3 separate regions of the Mus musculus genome follow, and regions 2 and 3 are each linked to region 1. A link is a contact called in public HiChIP or PLAC-seq and promoter capture Hi-C data. All regions are on one chromosome and are shown on one strand. The core of a region is the stretch at or near the end of the contact, and the rest is flanking DNA. Distances in the headings are between cores, read along the strand shown.

The links. Promoter capture Hi-C pulls out the DNA fragments that hold promoters and counts their contacts. HiChIP or PLAC-seq counts read pairs in DNA pulled down with a chosen protein or histone mark.
Region 2: a contact with region 1 is called in a promoter capture Hi-C map of second pharyngeal arch cranial neural crest. The contact joins the promoter of Rtel1 here to the promoter of Kcnq2 in region 1. A contact is called at or near these places in 13 of 39 promoter capture datasets (the 3T3-L1 cell line, Sertoli cells, cranial neural crest and 8 more), 6 of 484 Hi-C or Micro-C datasets (bone marrow-derived macrophages, cranial neural crest, embryonic stem cells and 1 more), 10 of 115 datasets of contacts at active chromatin or transcription factors (SST interneurons, bone marrow-derived macrophages, embryonic stem cells and 3 more) and 5 of 9 other capture datasets (adipose tissue, embryonic stem cells, liver and 2 more).
Region 3: a contact with region 1 is called in an H3K27ac HiChIP or PLAC-seq map of embryonic stem cells, with 2.8 times the contacts expected there. The contact joins the promoter of Arfgap1 here to the promoter of Kcnq2 in region 1. A contact is called at or near these places in 7 of 39 promoter capture datasets (the 3T3-L1 cell line, cranial neural crest, embryonic stem cells and 3 more), 1 of 484 Hi-C or Micro-C datasets (nephron progenitors), 7 of 115 datasets of contacts at active chromatin or transcription factors (bone marrow-derived macrophages and embryonic stem cells) and 3 of 9 other capture datasets (adipose tissue, liver and macrophages).

What each region holds. Positions count from the first base shown.
Region 1 is chr2:181,133,941-181,136,606 of GRCm38.p6, forward strand. Kcnq2 (potassium voltage-gated channel, subfamily Q, member 2) reads right to left here and starts at 1,349. Exons shown (of 17, transcript NM_010611.3): 1 at 857-1,349. The coding sequence starts at 1,152.
Region 2 is chr2:181,318,403-181,321,068 of GRCm38.p6, forward strand. Rtel1 (regulator of telomere elongation helicase 1) reads left to right here and starts at 1,322. Exons shown (of 34, transcript NM_001001882.3): 1 at 1,322-1,454; 2 at 2,404-2,655. The coding sequence starts at 2,554.
Region 3 is chr2:180,965,919-180,968,584 of GRCm38.p6, forward strand. Arfgap1 (ADP-ribosylation factor GTPase activating protein 1) reads left to right here and starts at 1,307. Exons shown (of 14, transcript NM_145760.3): 1 at 1,307-1,411; 2 at 1,684-1,896.

The DNA.
Region 1 (2,666 bases), core at 99-2,598:
ACTAACATAAACACACACACACACACACACACACACACACACTCATGTATGCGTGAAACAGGTTCGACTCTTTCTGGCTCTGCCCCAGAAGGAGTCCCAGACTTGGGGACAGGAGCAGCCCCTTCCAGGCCCAAAGCTGGCAGTACTGGGGGATAATAGTCTCTCAAGGATCTAAAGCCCAGAATGTGTAGCGAGATCATCAGCAGGTACAAAGGGACTACTTAGAGTGTAGAGAACAGGAGAGTGGGCCTCCGGAGATGAGTACAGGCAACTGCCCTCAGCCAGGGCTGAGGTGATGGGATGTTATGTCCCCTCCCCATTTCTGCAACCCGGAAGCTCAGAGAGGTAGCAAGAGGTTAGGAGGATGACTGAGATGAGGCCAATCTTCTGCATTGCCCCTACTTGGATGTCGGAGAGAACCCACGGGGATGCAGAGGGGCGAATGAGTTCAGACCTAGAGCTGAGCCGCCCTCCCTCCTAGGCGGCCCTTTGTTCCGCGCTGCGGGCCGTGGGGAGGGGCCTCTCGGGCTGAGGGGGGCTGGGGCGCCAGTACATCCCGTCCTGCGGGGGAAGGGCTGGTACAACCCAGCCTGGCGGCCGTAACCCTCCCCCTCCCCAAATAAAACAGTCCCTGACTACAGAATGATCTCCAAAGTCACTCTCCAATCCCTATCCTTTGCTTTAACCCGAGACTGCAATGCCACGACCCAAACCCCACGCCCACGACGCGAACCAGGCGCGCGCGCGGACACGCACACCAGGGCCCCTCAGTCCACCGCAGCTGCGCCTGCTATCAACCCGCGGCCCGGCCAGGGTTTCGCCAGGCCCACCGCTCACCACATCGCGGGCCACTTACACGTAGGCGTGGTAGATGAACGCCCAGCCGCGGGGCCGCTCTAGCACGTTGTAGAGGAAATTCTGCAGCTTGCGGTAGAAGGCGTTGCGCTTCGGGGGCTTCCCGGCTCCCGCGCCGCCCGTCCGCGGCTTGCTCAAAACGCTGCCGCGCTTGGGGGCCTCGGAGCCCGCGATGAGTAGCGCGCCGTCGCGTGTGGAGTCGGGCGCGCCGGGGTCCAGCCCCACGAAGCCCACCTTGAGCTTCTTTTCCCCGCTGGTGCCGGGGTACACGCCACCGTTGCGCGACTTCTGCACCATGGTGCCTGCGGCGCCCTATCGGGCGCGGGCTCAGCGGGGGCGGCGCGCGGGGGGTGGCGCGGGCCCCAGCCCAGGCCTCCGGTCCGGCAGCCGCATGGCGAGGCGGCTGCGGCTCTGCGTTCCTACCTGGCCCGGCCGCGCGCGGGGACGCTGCGGCCACCCGGCTCCGCGCGCGCCTCGGTGCCTGGCCGGCTTCCGCGAGGGCTCCTCCCGCCGCCCCGCCCCGCCCGCCTTAACCCCTACGACGCCATTGTAGTGGCAGGCAGGGAGAGCTGGTCCAGGTGTACTGCCTCACAGGACAACCCTTCCTGCTCTCCTAGCCCGGTAATCCTTGAGGGGGAGTCCAGCCCTGCCGTCACCGCTGAGAGGGCAAAGCACCAGAGTTGACCTGGAGTCGGCAAGTGGACACCTTTGGAAGGATCCTGGCCATTGTCAAGTTCGGTGTTAAAGATTCAGCCCACAAGGATCTTGGCTCTTAGCATCAAGAGGGCCAGACATGAGGAAGGCCCAGCACTTCCTCTGGGTGTGCAGGGAAATTTGTACAGGCTCTCTAAGGGTAACCAGAGCAGTGCCTAGAGCAGAATCCTTGCCCACCTCCAGGCTTACTGAGCCAACTGTACATGGTTATGGAGGAGGCACCAGCCTGGCCCACCCAGTCAGAAGAGGCCTTAGGTACAAGGTGTTTGTGGGTGGGGTGGGGGGAGGGAAGTGCTGCCCACTCCTTGCACGGGCTGGCTTTACCATCACCTCTGGGTCATCTTCCATTCAAGTCTCTGTAAAAGAACTGTAAGTTTTATAAGTCAGGTTGGAGAGATAGCTCAGTAGTTAAGAGCACTGACTGTTCTTTGAAAAGACCTGGGTTTGGTTCCCAGTACCCACATGACATTAGGAACTTAACTCCAATACCAGAGAATGCAAAGACCTCTTGTGGCCTTCTTGAGCACTGAAAGCTTGTGGTACTCATACATACACGCAGGCAAAACATACCCACTAAACATAACGTAAAAATAAACAAATCTCAAAATAGTATTTTTAAAATAACTAAATAAGTGATTACAGATCGTAGATGGCAACTGGGAAGAGCCTAGCTCATTCTATCCACCCTCCTGGGACAATCAGAGCCCAAACCGGGCAGTGGTGCTGCAAACCTTTAATCCTAGCACTTGGGAGGCAGAGGCAGGCAGACCTCTGTGAGATTGAGGCCAGCCAAGTCTACAGAGAGAGTCCCAGGACAGCCAGAACACACAGAAATTTTGTCTGGGGATGGGGTGAGTCAGAGCCCTGAGGGATAAAAGGTTCTGGTTCCCTAGGAAGGAAATGTGTTCCAAGAGGAGGCACTGAAAGGAAGGCAAAGGTCAAGGTTCTCTAGAGTTCCATAACACCAACAGATACAAACTTACTCATCTTCTCTTTTGGGGGGAAAATGGGGACACACCCTTGAAGTCGTTATGAGCCCACAAACTTTCTGGTACTGTAGAGTATGACACACACACACACAACACTGGGAAAGTTCA
Region 2 (2,666 bases), core at 72-2,571, 180 kb after region 1:
TCTAGCTTCAGTCTCTTTGCCACAGTGGTCTGACAAGTTGTCATAACTGCATAAAATCTTCTTCCCTAAGAAGAGTCCCTTCTCTGTCTGGTACCCCTCACTCTTTTCCTTCCTTTCCTGGGGAATTCCAATTTCTGGGGGGTCCATTGTTTAAATGGCCTGATAGTCAAAAGGAAGATCATATGCATCTCTTAGAATATATTCATTCCTTCCAGGATAGTTTCATTATAAGCTGGGCATGCTGCCTCAAAGCAACTACCTATGTGCTGTGAACTAGACTTGTCTTGATGTGAACCCAAGCAGCAGATGAATCAGCTCATGTCTCAGCTTCACTAGTAGCCCAGAAAGTTTTGCCTGGAATTGGTGCCATCCCAGTGTGTGTGGCCTCCTTCATCTTCAAATTCCCAATAAGAGATGAGGGTCTGAAGGAAATCTATAGGTTTGTCAGGGTGTTCTGTAAGTATGATCTCACATGCACAAGTATGGGCATTTCTGTGGGAAACTACCTGGGTATTAAAGAGAAGCTCTGAAACAAGTATCTATTAGTAGTGGAGAGCCAGCCACTGAAATGTCAATTTCTTTCTAATACCTATTGGGATTGCCTGAAATAAACAAACACCTCTGATGTCAGCACCGCCCTGAAGGACTTTGCAGCTCTCTCTTCCCTGGAGCTCCTTGTTGACTGTCAGCTAGTGCTAGGTGCTAGAGATTTAGAGGAACTCACCTGACAGCTAGCAGACACTGATTGGAAAATAAGCTGGACCCTGGGTGAGAGAGGAGGCAGTGAGAACTCTTAATGTGGGGTGGGGGTCTAGGTAAGATGCAGCCATTTGGATTTTATATACTCCAGCTGTGAAAAGATGCCTTTTGTGACTTGAGGTCAGTAACCACAAGAAAGCTTTAGATTTGTTTAGTTGTGCGGACAATGTAAGTGGCCTGGCCAAATGAACTAGTAGATTCCAGAAGATGGAGCTTATAATGCAAAAGTGGGGATGAGTGTCCGGGCGTGCACGCCTTTCATCCCAGCACTTGGAAGAGGCAGGTCAACCTGGTCTACAGAGTGAGCTCTAGGGCAATCAAGGCTACAGAGAGAAAACCTGTTTCGAAACAAACAAGCAAAAAGAGTGGGAGACAAGCGAGACTCTAGACGATATTAAGTGCTTTGGATAGAATACAGAGATGAGGCCAGGTCCACTGCACGAAGCCCCACCCCCCAGCCCCCAGCCCCCTGGCGTCCAGAGGCGAGGGAACCTGCTGACTCAGAAGTCGCGGAACCCGGTTTCCGCCCGGGTGCAAAGTAGCGGACCGGAAGGGAGGAAACGGAAGTGTAGCATTTAGGCGTGGCTACACGGATCTGCCCGCGAAGTTCCAATCAGCGGACTGCGGAGCACGCGGGATCCGTGTCTTTACAGTTGTTTGATACCGGACTTTGAAAGGCAGCCCTACCGAGACAAGTGAGCTGGGAGTCGCTTGACAGTTTTATCTGAGTGGATAGAGGTCATAGATCACGCACTCGCTAGTTCTGAAGTGCCGCGGTGCATTCTGGGTCCCGGGCTCTTGCTGCCAGTGTCTAGCTAGAGGCGCCTCCCTGGGCTAGTTCCAAGACGGCGGATAGATTTTCGCCTGTCAGTAGACTTGGAGGTCTGGAGAAGTTTAGTGACTTGCGGAGGGCTGAACAGATCATGATTCTGTTTTGCTACCTTTGTTTGGTTGGTTTTGGTTTTGCGTGTCAGGATGTCACTGTGTATTCCTGGCTGTCCTGGAACTCGCTCTGCAGACCATGCTGGTCTCGAACTCAGAGATCCATCTGTTTTTTCCTCCTGAGTGCTGGGAACTAAGGCTGGAGCACCACGCCCTGCCTGTTTTACTACTTTATTTGCATTCGGGTGCACACCTGGACCGAATGATGCATGACCCCAATCTTAAGAGCATCAAAGGTTGGAGACATTCCACGCTTTTGTGTTCAGGTCCAGGCCACAAGGGGATGCTCCTAGGTTCTTAGTCACAGACTTTTTGAAGAGTTGCAGGTAGAGTGCTGAAAATGTGCTTGTTTTGATAACTACATTGGGTTTTTGCTTTGCTTTGCTTTTCAGTCTAGGATGGAATTGGGTGAGCCAGGGGATCATCTTTAGATCTCTAAGCTCCTTTTTATTTTTTGAGACAGGGTCTACATAGCCCTGGCTGTCCTGGAACTCCCTGGACATGCTGGCTTCGAACTTAAGAGATACCCCTGCCTCTGCCTCCTGAGAGCTGAGATTAAAGGCGTGTGCCACCATGATAGGCTCTAAGCACCTTTTGATAGGGAAATAACAGATTTTCTGACCCTACAAGGACAGCTTCCTAAAATGATTGGTGTAATGGTCTGTGGCTACAAAGGCTGATTTCTTCTTATCTGTGTTGTAGGGAATTCTTACAGAGGGAAACCTGATGCCACATGCTGCCAACACTTACCTGGAGTGGCTGAAACACTGAGATGATCAGAGGGGTTTGTCTCACAGACCCAGACAGCCTGCATCTTGGCCTACCACCGTGTCTTCCTCAGTATAGGCTGATATGCCCAGGGTAGTCCTGAATGGTGTGACAGTGGATTTTCCTTTCCAGCCCTACCCATGCCAACAGGAATATATGACCAAGGTGCTAGAATGTCTCCAGAAGGTAAAGCTACA
Region 3 (2,666 bases), core at 57-2,556, 170 kb before region 1:
ATTAACACATCCTCATGATAAAAGTAGAATCACAGAACCCTTACCGGAGGTTCCAGCCACCATTTTCTTATGCCCTGGGCTTCACATGGTTATGTGTATGTGTTTAAGTTTATAGGAGGTGGAAGGTTGAGCCATTATATCTGGCTTAGATTTTGTTCTTTTGTTTGTAAAGGTAGGATTTCTTTGTATAGCCCAGGTTGGCCTGGCACTCACTCTGTAGACCAGGCTGGCCTGGAAGTCAGAGACCTGTCTGCCTCCCCAGTGCTGCAATTAAGGAATTTGCCACTTATGTTCTTAGTAAGCTTCCTGTCCCCTGCATTTGGCCACTACGTTAGCCTGCAGAGGGCAGGTATGAGTTCTGGAACATCCTGGTATACATAAGAGCCTTTCTCACAAAAACAGAAATGCCATGTTATGAAGCTAGGTGGGGTGTCTATAATTCCAGAACTCAGGAGGCTGAATCGAGTTCCAGGCTAAATTAGGCTATGATGTGAAAGTCTATCTCAAATAACAATATCAGGCTGTGGTTAAGTGACTTAAGGCTACGTTTTTTGTTTCTCTCTTTACACAAAGCTCTAAACCTGTGAAAGAAACTCCAACAGTGGATGGAGAAAGGGATCCACTGTCCCTTGAGGTCCCAACTGTATGGATCTGAATTTGATAAAATGCCTCACGGTAAGTTTCGATGCAGGTACGTTTGATTTGACCTCAATAAAACATTGACTTTTGGCCAATTTGAAAGTCAAACGAGCCGGGCGGCGATGGCTCACATCTTTTGATCCACTCGGGGGGGCAGAAGCAGGCGGATCTTAGAGTTGGAAGCCAGCTAGCTCCAGGGCAGCCAGGGCTACACAGAGAAACCCAGTCTCTTAAAAAATAAATAAACAAACAAGTAAATAAAAATAAAAAGCCCAAGCAAAACCGTCAAAAGGCCAATGAGGAAGGAATTAGTGACACAGGGCGGCCCAAAGTGAACACAAAACTAAAACCCGCCGGCTACTAAATACATTGATTTGACCAGAACTGCTTGCCCAAGTCTATTTTAAACCACGGGTCGGAGTTCGAGTTGACAGAAGCCACGGGAAGTCCCTTGTTCCCGGGCTTGGTCGAGACCGTGGACGCCCTAGAATCCCGCTGGAGATAGCGCAGCCCGGATCCATCTGCGCTGCCCTGCCGCACTGCCCACGCAGAGGCAACCCTGCAAACCTGGCGCTCAGCCGAAGGTTTAGACAGACCGGAAAAGAAGCCTCGCCTCGGGCTCGCGCACAGAGGCGGAAGTACCGCCTCGGAGGCCTCCCATGAGCCCTTGCAAAGCGCGACGTAGCCGGAAGCTGCTGGCGGCTGGTGGGGGGATCTGAGCGCCTAGTCCAGCTTGGCACCTCGGCCGGACCCGACCTCCTGGGGGCAGCAGGTGAGTTTGCGGCCAGGACACCGGGCATCCGCGGACCCTCAGTTCCTTGCCCTTCCGGCTCTCAGATCACCCAGTTCCTGGCCCTGTAATCCTCGATTCTGCAGCCCTAGGCCCCTGGTCCCCCAATACCGTGACTGTCCGACGCCCCCGGTCTTCAGCCCTGACTTACTCCCCGGTGCCTCCCGCGTACCTCCCATTTCCCAGCTTCCTGGCCCCGGGTTCTCCAGTCCTTCGACCCGTGACGTTTTTGTTCCTCGGACCCCAAACTCCAGGATCCCAGTGTGCGGCCGTCCAGACCCCCCCTCCCCTGCCTCCCGGCCTGTGAGCTTTACCGCCCTTCAGCCTAGCGGTTGCAGGGACCTACGTGGCCCCTCAGCGCTCTGGTCCCGAGCAGTCTTGGACGCAGACTGGTTCTGCACTGCCCACTTTGTCGGGAAAGGGCCTCAGCCCTTCACTTCGAAAGAAGATTCTGTCCAGAGGTGCCGGTAAGCCAGGTTTTCTAACCTCAGTTTGTTTGATTTTTCCCTTCTTGGTCTCTGAAGTGAGTCCTCTGCGGAAGGAGGAAAAACAAAACATCTCAACAACAGACCCCCACAGGATCAAGCTTCTAAACTTTTTCTCAATTGTACCTGGCAATAGAATATACTGTATTTGCACTCTTAAGGCACCCACAAGTCAGAAGTAATATACACTGTTCCATAGCTGTGCAATGTTTAGAGCATTGAAGCCCTAACTATAGTTCTGGACGAGGTGATGATCTGATATCGTCTGTTCTTCAGAGTGAAGAAGCATAACTTAGACATGGGTTCTTTGTGTTCTCTGAACGGTTTTTGGTCACCCATACTGTGTAGCCTTAGGGCCAAGCTATGTCCCTAGATGTCCCCTTTGACCTCAGATGTACATCACGTCCCATTTAAGAAGCAAATGTTCTCTAGTGTGACATGTAGCTCACTAAAGTTTGAAATCCTTATTTGCTTCATTATCTACTAGGTATGTCTGCCTGAAGGAAGAGTATTTTGTTGTTTTTTTTTTCATTTCAGCTATTAAGAATTCTTAAGGGTGGGTGATATGGATACCAGGTAGGGGTGCTTGCCACAAAGCCTGACTACCTGAGTTTGATCCTGGTACTCACTTGGAGGAAGGAGATACTCAGCTCCCACCTTCTAGGCTTCTAGGCATGCACTTGTGAGCCCACCCAAGAAAGAAATCTTAAAAAAAAAAAAAAAAGGATTCTTGAGGCCTTCTTTAGGCTGGT